Regions from separate parts of the Zea mays genome. Here region 1 is linked to region 2. Evidence: chromatin contacts called from public Hi-C data. All regions are on one chromosome and are shown on one strand. Each heading gives the region's core, a stretch centred on a gene start, on an enhancer-like site or on the middle of the called end of the contact. The rest is flanking DNA. Distances are from core to core; before and after follow the strand shown. Region 1 holds the start of LOC103642876. Region 2 holds the start of LOC100382217 (peptidoglycan-binding LysM domain-containing protein).

Region 1 (6,256 bases), core at 2,370-4,869, 280 kb before region 2:
AATTTTTTTTGACATCGTGATGCAAATTTTTAGGAAATCTGGAAAGACAGTACCCTTCCAAAATGCATCTGAGAATGTGTGTGTGTTTGGATCTGGATAGTCCAGGATGTTGTTCCTCCGGTACATTTTGGCCAGCAAGCCTTCTGCAACCTTTGACAGCTGAACCACTAGCTTTGTATGAAGGTGTTTGTGGCTACCGGCAAAGGGGCCTTGCGGCACAACACCACCTATGTTCCTCCAAGTTGCCAATGCCGAAGGAGTTGGTTCTTCAGCACTTAGGTATTCAGACCATCAGGATATGCCGCTGTCCACATCTTTGCATTTTAACGAAAGATGGACATCTCTAATTATGTGGTCGAACCCACCTGCTGGACGGTAGCAGCAATAGCAAGGAGTTTCTTTGTTTTGTTTATGATTTTTGCAGTTATGGTTCTATACCTCTATTTACGATCTAGGGACCTTTGAAACAATATAAAATTCATGGTTTTATCCTCATGACTTTGATTTAAGGGCCAATTTGGTAAGACATTGCCTTCTAAATGTGACTCTAGGTATGGATCCTCTTGTGAAGCAGTTTTTTATAGAATTGAAGTCGTCTTACAAAACATTAGGCAAAAGGCTTGTATCCGAGTTTTGTTATAATATCTGTCATGTCAAGGAGATGAAAACGCCACATTTTCATGGCTCCATCTTCATGGTAGGAAAATAGCTCTGATCCCGCCTTTTCTTCACCAAAACCATTTGTTTAATACCTGTTTGGTAGGGGCTTGTTCGATCTAGGGCTTCGTAAAAAAGAATAACCAAAAGTTTATACTTCGATCATATGTCAAAGCAAATTAGACTGCTAGAAGCATCAGATCTTTGAAATAGGGGCATGTAACAGGAAAGCGTTAAAGAAATGAAAGTGAAAACATGTTTTCAACTCCAATCAGACCCTCACCACTACGATTGCTTTTGCCCTGTGGCCCTGCCAATCGCAAAAGCAGTTCGACGACCCTTTCTACATTAAAAGTGTGAAGGAAGCAAGCTCTAGAGGGACTCGAACCATGGAGCCGGCAACCGAATGTTTGACGATTTATCAAAGCAAAGCACAAAATGAGTCGAGAGAACGAAGAGGGAACTGACCATGAGGAGAGCGTCGGGGAGGGCGCTGAGGATGGGGAGGAGGAGTCCACCGACGAGGCCGACCCCCATGATCTCGAGCAGCAGCTCACTCCCCGCCGATAGGTACATGGTCACCTTGTACATGACGAAGGCGTACTCTAGCACGAGGAAGAGGTTCCCGAGGACGGTGGTGGTGTAGGGGAGGAAGCCATAGGACTGCTCGCACCTCTCCCTGGTCGCCGCCGCACCCGTGGCCAGCCGGGAGCCCGAGAGGCAGATCACTGAGAGGAGCGGCGTGGATGGGCCGCCACCAGAGATGAGCTGGCCTTACGCGGTTGCGGCCAGGAGGGAGAGCAGGAGCGGGGCCAGCAGGAATCTATGGCGGTGCTGCCAGCGAGTCGCCATTGTCGGGGCGCAGGGGTGGTGTGGTGAGAGCAAGATCCAGGGGCTGAGGATCCAGAGGTTGCGCTCTAGCTTCAGCAGTGGCTCCGACCAGGCTTGGACGGGTGAAGATGAAAGGGGAAGGGATCGGGCAGGGTAGAGGAGCACGTCGACGGCCGCGACATCGACGTGGCTGCCTCACCGCCGTTGGCTCCAGGGACTTTGCTGCCGGGGCAGGCGGCTACGGTGGCGAGATCCAGTAGATGCAGAATAGGGAGAGGAGCGGCGACACCAGGGCTGCGACGGAAGTGACGCACCAACGATGAGTGGGACCGAGATCTAGAGATGGGAGAAGTGGGAAGTGATAGAACACGAAGGCTCACATAAAAACTCGGGACCGTACCTGTGGCACGCGTCGTGGAGTCACAACCGAGCGGCCCGTGAAGCGCGGACAGGGCTTGAAACCCCTTCAGGTTTTAATAAAGGAGATTTGGCTCACAAGTCACAACTTCACAAACACGCAAACAAGGGTGGTAATGGATTAGAATGAGTTTTAAATGTTTATTCACAATTCGACTGTGCTCTTAATTGATTTTATTTTAAAAAAATACATATTGAGCTCAGCTTTAATCGTCTCTGATTCTTAAACTTTTATAGCGTACAATTTAAAGCCTATTAGGGCGTCCACAATGGTTCTCTCAAATAGCTAGCTGATGTGGAGCTGAGAGGATAATAAAAATAGTAATTTATCTCACCACTGTTACTTAGTCCCACACGTAATACACTTAGTTTCTTAGAATACGTGAAATCTCCTATCTATTTGCTCGTCGCTAGCTATTCTTGTTTTCCCCATATTTTCTATCCACGTAGGAGAGAGTGAATCTAGCTAGTGAAATAGCTAGCCATTGACGCTCTTACCACTGTTAGTTGTGCTCATTTATTTACTCCCTCTGTCCATAAATATTTCTTGCTATGGTATTCGTGTTAGTCAAACTTTCTTAAATTTGACTGAATATATTAGCAACATTTGTGCCTTCAAATAATTTTACTGTAAAAATAAATTCAAAGATCTATCTAATAATACTAATTATGTATTATAAATATTAATATATTTTTTACATAAATATGGTTAAAGATAAAAAAATTGTTTGACTGGTTGAGAATGACGAATATTTCTGGACGGAGGAAATAATTTATACTCATACTGGCTGATTTCGATCTAGGCTGACCGGAAACAGGTATTTTAGCGTATGAGTGGATACACCCAAAAGACCATAAAATGATTTGTTTTGCATCATGCTCCGTAACATAAAGTTAATGCACACAGTGAATCGAGGACTAGACAATGTGACCACGGCCAATCGAACATGAGGATGTTCAATGTTGCATAAAGCAAACATGTCCTGGCTCCTCCGGTCCGTAGGATTCCGCTGTCCTGTCTCCAATCATACCCACCACTCACACGGCTAGCTAGCCTGCACTGCGTCCTGGGCTCCTGGTCCTACCGGCAGCCCTTCTAGTGGTCGTTGGAACTTGGAACAGCACCGCATCCGCCGGCCGGATGCCCTTAGCAGAAAGCTATCCGTGGTACTTACTGTACTGATGTGGTTGCAAAAGCTGCGCTTTCTCCTGTATAGGAGGAGTATAGGACAATCAACCGTCACTGCCGTATCATGGCGAAAGATGACTTTTACCATGCTGGCTGCAATGTACTAGCTCCCGTGCAGTAAAAGTAGTCGTTTAGGATATGATTGTGCATACCAAGGAGTGATTAATTATCATGGAGTTTTCCCTGTTTGCCTTTAGTAAAGGTAGTCGTTTAGGACATGATTGGCGCGTTGAAGGCTTGCATGGCACTGTTTGCATGTCTGGCGCATATTTTTTTTGCCCATTTTGCATGGCGCGTTGGAGGCTTGGCACTGTTTGCATGTCGCATTTTTTTTGCCCATTTTGCATGGCGCGTTGGAGGCTTGCATGCACTATTTGCATGTTGGCGCGGGCACTGTTTTGCCTGTTGGCGCTCGCGTTCTGCATGTTGGCGCTCTTTTTTTTTGCTAGCGCGCGCTGCTGGCCGCCGTTTGGCATGCTTGGATTGCTATTTAAAGCAGCTAAGCAGTTAGCAACACTCACACTCTCACATGGTCATTCCATTTGATCTAAATGAGCTTCCTTTAGATGAGCTCGATGAAGACTTCCAGGAGCCGGATGATGCTAATGAGCTCGGCCTCAACGATGTGCTGTTGGAAAATGGCAACGGTAACGTGTTTCACGCTATCTTTGGATAGATTTTTTTGTGTCAACTCTCATGTTTCACGCTTCCTTTGGACAGATTTTGATTTGAACTTACCTCTAGATGAGTTTGGCGCGGTTGTAGAGAACCACCGACGAAAAGAGATGACAAAAGATATGAGGAAACAAGTGTACCAAGCGTTGTTGGCTAGAAGCAATAACGGGAGACTCCACAAGAAAGATACCCAAATTGTTGCCAACCAATTTGATCTCCACCTTCGGTCAGTGCAGCGCGTATGGAACAGAGGTAAAATACAACTTGCAAACTCGGTGCCGGTTGTGGTTGCTAGTCTAAAAAAGGGAAGAGTTGGTCGTAAAGCAATTCCTATTGATTTGGAAGTTTTGCGTAACATTCCTTTAAAGGATAGGATGACCTTAGAGGATGTTTGTGCCAAGCTAAACATGAGTAAATGGAAGGTGCTAAGGTATTTGAAACAAGGTTTGCTTAGGCGTCATTCTAGTAGCATCAAGCCCTTTCTCACTGAAGGAAACAAAAAAACTAGGTTGAAGTTTTGTATTGACATGATTAAGAGGGGGTTGAATGGTGATCCAAGCTTTAGGGATTTTTTTGACTTCGTTGTCATTGATGAAAAATGGTTCTACCTATCCCAAAAGTCTGAAAAATATTATTTGCTCCCCGAAGAAGATGATCCACATAGGACTTGCAAGAACAAAAACTACTTCCCTAGGCTCATGTTTCTCGCTGTTTGTGCTAGACCGAGGTTTAGAGATGGGCAGTGCATTTTTGATGGTAAAATTGGATGTTTTCCTCTTGTCAATTATGAACCGGCTATAAGAGGAAATGCTATAATTGGTCGTGTAAGGGGAGATATGGTTATGAAGCCCATTCAAAGTATCACAAGAGATGTTATTAGAGAATTCATGATTAACAAAGTCTTACCGGCCATTAGAGCTAAGTGGCCAAGGGAAGATGTGAGAAATCCTATTTATATTCAACAAGACAATGCACCTTCACATTTAAAGTTGGATGATCCATTGTTTTGTGAGGCTGCAAAGCAAGATGGTTTTGATATTCGCATCATTTGTCAACCTCCAAATTCTCCTGATTTTAACATCTTGGACTTGGGTTTTTTTCGAGCTATTCAAACAATCCAATACAAAAAGAATGCAAGAACTATTCAAGAACTAGTTCCAGCAGTGCAAGAGGTATTTTAGACAATTTTTTATCAAATTTCTCACATCATTTTCATGGTTACATTCCTCTAATTTCATCACTGATTTTTGTAGGTGATAGTCGCCTAGAGGGGGGGGTGAATAGGGCGAAACTGAATTTTACAAATATAAACACAACTACAAGCCGGGTTAGCGTTAGAAATATAAATGAGTCCGAGAGAGAGGGCGCAAAACAAATCCCAAGCGAATAAGCAAGAGAGACACGGAGATTTGTTTTACCGAGGTTCGGTTCTTGCAAACCTACTCCCCGTTGAGGAGGCCACAAAGGCCGGGTCTCTTTCAACCCTTCCCTCTCTCAAATGGTCCCTCGGACCGAGTGAGCTTCTCTTCTCTAATCAAAGCCGGGAACAAAACTTCCCCGCAAGGGCCACCACACAATTGGTGCCTCTTGCCTTGATTACAATGGAGTTATAGTCTTAAGAACAAGTGAGAAAGAAAAGAAGCAATCCAAGCGCAAGAGCTCAAATGAACACGGCAAATCACTCTCTCTAGTCACTAGGGTTTTGTGTGGAATTGGAGAGGATTTGATCTCTTTGAATGTGTCTAGAATTGAATGCCTAGAGCTCTTGTAGTAGTTGAGAAGTGGAAAACTTGGATGCAATGAATGGTGGGGTGGTTGGGGTATTTATAGCCCCAACCACCAAACTTGACCATTGGCTGGAGGCTTCTGCTCGATGGCGCACCGGACAGTCCGGTGCACACCGGACAGTCCGGTGCCCCTGCCACGTCATCACTGCCGTTGGATTCTAGCCGTTGGAGCTTCTGACTTGTGGGCCCTCCTGAGTGTCCGGTGCACACCGGACATGTACTGTTTGATGTCCGGTGCACCGGTATGGGCAAGTCTGACGTCTGCGCGCGCTGCGCGCGCATTAAATGCACCGCAGAGAGCCGTTGGCGCCGAAGAGAGCCGTTGCTCCGCTGGCACACCGGACAGTCCGGTGCACACCGGACAGTCCGGTGAATTTTAGCGGAGCGGTTGCCACGCGAAACCGAGGCTGGCGAGTTCCGGAGGCCGCGCTTCCTTGGAGCACCGGACATGTCCGGTGCACACCGGACAGTCCGGTGAATTATAGCGCGCCGGCTTCCGAGAAATCCCGAGGGTGAAGAGTTTGAGTCTGAGTCCCCTAGCGCACCGGACAGGTACTGTTCACTGTCCGATGGCACACCGGACAGTCCGGTGCGCCAGACCAGGGGTGCCCTCGGTTGCCCCTTTGCTCCTTTATTGAATCCAAAACTTGGTCTTTTTATTGGCTGAGTGTGAACCTTTTACACCTGTATAATCTATACA
Region 2 (6,152 bases), core at 3,053-5,552:
CCCGGAAGGTTTGGATACGCCTTTACGAAGGCGCTCACCATCGGGGTCGCTAGGTGGATCGAAGCTGAATCGAAAGGGTACGGGATGGAAAACGGACAGTACCTCTTGGTCGATAGACGGTGGTGAAGTCGTGTCGGGGGTGGAGCACACCGTCATCTCAGGTACGAGGATAACGCCTAGCAGATCCTTTGCGAGGGCGCTGGTGTCATCAGTCTGCTTGGGGTTGACACGTTGCGGGGAAGTGACACCCGCCGTCGTCTCAGGTGCGAGGGCATTGCCCGACATGTCCCCCGGGGGAGTGCCGGTGTCGTCGACTCGCTCTGGTGCGACAGCCGACAAGGTGCTGCCTCCTGCGTGGCCATGGTTGTCCCGTCTCCGCCTCCTCCGGCGAGGAGGGTGGCGGGGACGACCGGAGTGCTCCTCTTCTGCCGCGGGGAGATGCTGTCGCCGAGCTCGCCACCGCCGGGCGAGTCGAAGTCCGTCGTTGTCGTCACGCCGCGAGGGGAGGAGTACCATGTCGTAGCTGCCATCGAGGGACATGAACTCGAGACTCCCGAAGCGGAGCACCGTCCTGGGCTGAAGAGGTTGCTGAAGACTCCCCATCTGGAACTCAACGGGAAGGCGTTCGTTAACACGCAGCAGGCCCCTACCTGGCGCGCCAACTGTCGGTGTTTCGGACCTGGGGGGTCCCTGGACCGACGAGTGAAATTGTCGCTGCGTGCCCCTGCCCAGATGGGTTGGCGCGGGATGGAACACAAGAGGTGGAACAAGCCTTGTATTATCCTGCACCGGGGGTGCCGCTCGTAGTAGGGGTTACAAGCACGTCGCGAGAGGGAGAGAGAGAGAGAGGGAGCCTGTTCGTTCGCTCCTTCCCCCGCGCGAACCCCCCTTCAGGATGGCCCTGGACCTCCCTTTTATAGACGCAAGGAGAGGGTCCAGATATACAATAGGGGGTGTAGCTATGCGCTAACGTGTCCGGCAGAGAGATGCCTAAGCCCTATGTACATGCCAACGTGACTGTCGGGGGAGAGCTTGAGCCCTGTACACGTGATAGCGTGGCCGTCGGAGAGGCGCCTGAGCCCTGTAGGAGCACAGCTGGCAGTGCGGCAAGGATCCTGCTGACGTCTCCTTGCTGCCGTAAGGGGCTGAGAGCCACCGGCGTCATGGTTGCACACGGGGCACCATCATTACCCGTCGCCGGGTAAGCCAGATGGGACGTCGGTCTTGTTCCTTGTAGCCTGAGCTGGCTAGGGATAGGGTAATGATGTATCCCCTGTTGGCGCGGTCGGTCCGAGCCCAAGGTCGGGCGAGGCGGAGATTTCTCTTGAGGCCGAGACCGGGGTCGGGCGAGGACGCGATTCCTCCTGAGACTGAGGTCGAGGCCGAGCCCGGGGGTCGGGCGAGGCGGAGATTTCCTTCTGAGGCCGGAGCCTGAGGTCGGGCGAGGCGGAGCTTTCTGTTGCGCCCGAGGCGAACTCGGTGGTTGATCGTGACTTGTTGTCAGTCTTTGCCTGGGTGGTTGGCACGACAGTCAGAGCGGGGCGAGCGGTGCTGTTTTCCCGTCATATCGGACAGTAAAAGAGAGGGGCGAAGTGACTGCGGTCATTTCAGCCTGGCCGACTGAGGCGAGTGTGTCAGGATACAGCGCCAGACGTCCCCTGCATTGAATGCGCCTGTGAAGCGGTCGGTTGGTGAGGCGGTCTGGCCAAGGTTGCTTCACAACGAAGCCTGCCCGAGCCGGGCTTCGGGAGAGCCGAGGGGGCGCCCACTGCCTGAGGAGGCCCTCGGACGAGGCGTGAACTCGTCTGGGACTACTGCTCCAGCCCGAGGCTGGGCTTGGGCGAGGTCGCATCCTTTGGGTAGACGAAGCCTTGACTTGAACCGCACCCGTTAGTTGGTCTGAGGGTGTTAACAGCCACGATTAGGAGTGTTGGTTTATGGTACCCGACAAGCATCTACAAGAGACTCTTCGTTTTTTCTCTCTATTTAACTATCTATTTACGTTTTCATAAATATTACATTCTATATATAGCATCTGAGTCTAACAGACTATCTATCTAGTTTGACTAGTTAGTTGGCTAGCCAAATTTAGCTAGTGAGAGAGACAATTATAGAGTCAGATAACTTGCGAGTCAGATAGCTAGTCTGTTGGAGATTTAATTTACTATTGAGTAGCTAAAATTTGGCTTAACAAGTTATTTTGCTAGTCTTTTGGAGATGCTCTTAGCCTGTATGACTTATTTTTCGCTTATTATAACTACGGATAAGCTAATAAAACTATGTGAGCGCTTCGGTTAGAGCTGTTTGGATTTTCTTTTCGGTTCAGTATAGTCTAACGGCGGCGCAGCTTCAGAAAGATTAGCGCCCGCACGCCGCACTTATTTCGATCCGGATTGGCAATCGACGGTGCCAGTTCCTCGTTGATGGGTGTCTACGTTGTTATCGATCGTCCAATTCATGCCCGGTCCTTGTCAGTGGTATTGATAATGTGTGCGCGCCTGATAAAAAAAAGATAATGTGTAAGCGCGGTGGTACTATTGTATAGAACGACTTGCTACTACTTCCTAGTTCCTACTGCCACCCGTCCAATAATCTGTACTAGTAGGCTATATGGGCCAAGCGTGCCTGGACAACCAACTAGGCTATATGGGCCAAGCGTGGACTCTAGCTCTAAGGCAAAGAAACACAAATAGGCCCACTTTTATGGGCCGGTGCATGAACACGTAGTTGGATCCTTTTCTGCTACGCAGTTCAGTTTGGCGACTGCAATTTACCACCGGGCAAGAAAGCAGTTTTGTGAGCTGCCACAGCGACGTTCTCCTTAAGCTTGCCAGCCTGAACCACAGAATATTAATTTCTTGCGGGCGCCCAGATTTCGCCGCAAATCCTGTGGTAATCGCTGGCCCAAACAGAGCCTCTGTTGCAGCTGATTAATCATCGTCTTTGTGTTTGTGGGGGCTCCTTTTCGGCCGGCTCATGAAACGTCCAGATCCACCTGTTTCTTGTTGAGAGTTGGGTGAGAGGCCGTCCGGATACAGCAATACAGGCTACCGGCATCTGAAGCTCTGAATCCCTGAGAAGAAGTACAAGTCGCGGTTTGTTCAGGTTTAGGTTCCGGCCGGGGATGTGCGTTCTATTCTAACCTACCTACCCGTAACGTATACGCGGTGCAGGGAGCCGCGAGCGCTGAGCGCATCACTGGACTCCAGCTCCACACGTTGCTGTCAGCCAAGCCTCGGCATCGGTACTCACTGTCGACGCTGACCGGAGCGCGGACCTCGCCGAGACGCACGCCGAGAGTGCGGACGGCGGGCACGGCGCCGATCCCTGCCTGTCGTCCACATCATGTCGCATCGCGTCCGGTGTCTCTCTGGCTATCTCCCATAGTCCCATGCCATGCCATGCGAATGCCATGCCGTCTCGGAGGGTTTGGGCCAAGCCAACAGCGATTTGTTTGTTCTCCAGCGCTGCATCTGCATTGACCGAGGCCACGACACGCCAAGCCAACAAGGGGGCGAAAACAACTGGAAGCTGACGCCAGGAAACGCTGCAAAGAATAAGGATTATTAGGTGAACTGAACTGTTGCCGTGGGCGCGAGGCGCATCAGAAACGTGCTTGGCCACACGAGTTGGCTCGATGCCGGTTGGCTCCCAGTCCCACCCATCGCCCGACGGATGCCCGGGATGCCTTGCCAATTCTGGCCACGATTTGGGTAGATTCTTGCACGGCGCTCGTCAAGGGAGAGGAGACGGAGACGGGGCCGCCTGGGCTCGCGTGTAAAGACGGCCACACAAACTGTTCGCAACCGCCACACGTGTGTGTGAGACTACGAGAATACGTACAGAACCTAACCGAATGGTACGCTGAGTGCTTGTGCTGTGTTTAGGTCCCCTACCCCCCCCCCCCCCCCCCCCCCCCCCCCCCACCCCCTTTGCCCCAAACCTAAATACTCCCCCTCCCACGTCGCACGGCCAGCGGACACCGCGGCGTCCACTTAATACTGTTGAACTATACTTCGGTATCAAGCAAAGGAGAAAAATTCAGCACTACACTCATCATGCATAGTAGATCATTTGCAATCGGCCGTTGCCGACTCTTTCAACTGCTGCATTGAACATGTTCTGTTCCTAGTAACCATTGAACAACCTTGTACTTGGAACGGACGTGACTATTCATCCCGTCGTCTCTGCCCCCCGCAGCAATTAGCACACGGTACCGTACTACTCGCTCGGGGCCTAACCGTCCTAGTACACCATTCTATCTCTGCCTGCGCGCGTTAGGCTCGTGTGGGGGCGGGGCTCCCACGTTCAACGAACCGCCACCGAAAGTCCGCCAATCCAAACCGCCACGTCCGTGCCCAGAACCAGAAGCCACACACCGCTCTCTTCTTCTGTCTGCGCTCGATAAATCAATCCCTCGCCGGCGGCTCGCCCCCCGAAGCCAAGCGCAACTTCCAAAGTCCAAAGCAGGCAGGAAGGCGCCCCTGTATGGCCGAGGCGGAGGCGAGCAGCAGGCGGCGCCGCTGCGGCGGCGCGGCGGAGCTGTGCGCGACGGCCGCGCGGCTCGCGGACGCGGCCTCGTGGTGGTGCGCGGTGGCGCTCGTGGCGCTCGTGCTGCTGGGCGCGCTCCGCGCCGAGACCGACGGCGTCGGCGACGGCGACGGCGGCGGCGCCTACCGTGCGCTCCGGGGCCCGCGCCTGGGCGGCCCCGCGGCGCGGCCGTGCGAGGAGGTGTACGTGGTCGGGGAAGGCGAGACGCTGCACAGCATCAGCGACCGGTGCGGGGACCCCTTCATCGTGGAGCGCAACCCGCACATACACGACCCCGACGACGTCTTCCCGGGGCTCGTCATCGCGCTCTGCCCCACCAGGAACACCTAGCCAGCGCCGCTCTCTGCTCTTCACAGCCGACGCTCGTGGGTCGGGGCGCCGCCGCGTGTTCTGTTTCTGCTGCACTGCACTGCACCTGCTGCTGCACTGCATGCACGGGTAGCGTAGCGCGCGCCACGCCACGCCAGAGATGGACATGGACGCAAAAGGGTCCTTGCGTTCTTCGTTTCCTTCGGTCCTTTTTTTTTTGGTTTTACACTTTGCTCCAAAACTGGTCCTTGCGATCTTGACAACCTTCTTGGAGATGGGAAAAAGATAAGCTGTGCATAATACTAACTTGTTAAGAAAGTATACTTTCCGTACTCTCCCTTGCTGTGCAGTTCACGCATTCTCTTTTTGTGTGCCGAGTTTTGCTCGGGCTTTAGGATTTGGATATCGATGCAACGAGGTTTAGTAATCATGCATGCCGTTGGCCAAAAATCTGGGCACACTCGTGCGGTGCCTTTCCCTTCTGAGACCATCAACTATTCCAGCTAATCCATATTAAATGAACAGGACCTTACTAGTGGTTAGTTTCAAACCTGGGGAAATCGTATGTGCACCTTTATGTATCATCAAGGTGACAAGTGCTTTTCGTGTGACCAAGAATGGCTTACTGCTTTGTAGCAATAGAGATGGCCTAAACCTGATGAGTTTTTACCTACTAAGGTAAGGATAGGGCTCAATTTTTGAGCCTTCTCGGTCCGACGGAAGCATGAGAGACTCCGGCCGGAATGATGGACTCAGGCCGGATCGGACCAAACCGACCAAATTTTCAGCACTAAATATGGGTTCGAGAGTGTAGTATCTAAACTCGTAAATGCGTGATTTTGCATGGGCTTATCTATTGCATGGGCCGAACTGCCAAACTGCTCTGCTCACTACTGCTTGTGACTGGTATAATAGGGCTGGTACAAGTCCCATGAAGCATCACATAGATGTCTGTCCAAAACTTGTGCCATCAGAGAAAAAGGAAGGGCTAACGGGGTGGGTATTCCTACTTTTGATTTTGATCAACAGCGAAGCCGTGATATGATTTCTCCAGAACGATTCTGTGGCTACCCATTTTACATGGCTGAACGCTATTGCACTCAAGAACATTCGTATATAATCCGCAACCTTCACTCGAACTGGTTTAGCATTCTTCCCTGAAAGATGATCGCGTGATAATTTATGATGACGAGAAGCTGGAGCTGTACCAATTATTTGATAAACAACCAGGTCGGTTTAGCATAGCATCTGACATGTGGACTCGTGCAGAAACGAGTGGTTACATGAGTATT

What was found. A called contact is a pair of places that touch in the nucleus more often than the background predicts.
Region 1: a Hi-C map of ear shows a contact between it and region 2, with 1.5 times the contacts expected there. The contact joins the promoter of LOC103642876 here to the promoter of LOC100382217 in region 2. A contact is called at or near these places in 2 of 25 Hi-C or Micro-C datasets (ear and leaf).

What each region holds. Positions count from the first base shown.
Region 1 is chr10:139,398,564-139,404,819 of Zm-B73-REFERENCE-NAM-5.0, reverse strand. LOC103642876 reads left to right here and starts at 3,619. Exons shown (of 3, transcript XM_008666043.3): 1 at 3,619-3,741; 2 at 3,815-4,941; 3 at 5,023-5,037. The coding sequence starts at 3,624. The coding sequence ends at 5,037.
Region 2 is chr10:139,120,327-139,126,478 of Zm-B73-REFERENCE-NAM-5.0, reverse strand. It overlaps LOC100382217 (peptidoglycan-binding LysM domain-containing protein), which reads left to right and starts at 4,302. Exons shown (of 1, transcript NM_001174974.2): 1 at 4,302-5,175. The coding sequence starts at 4,489. The coding sequence ends at 4,881.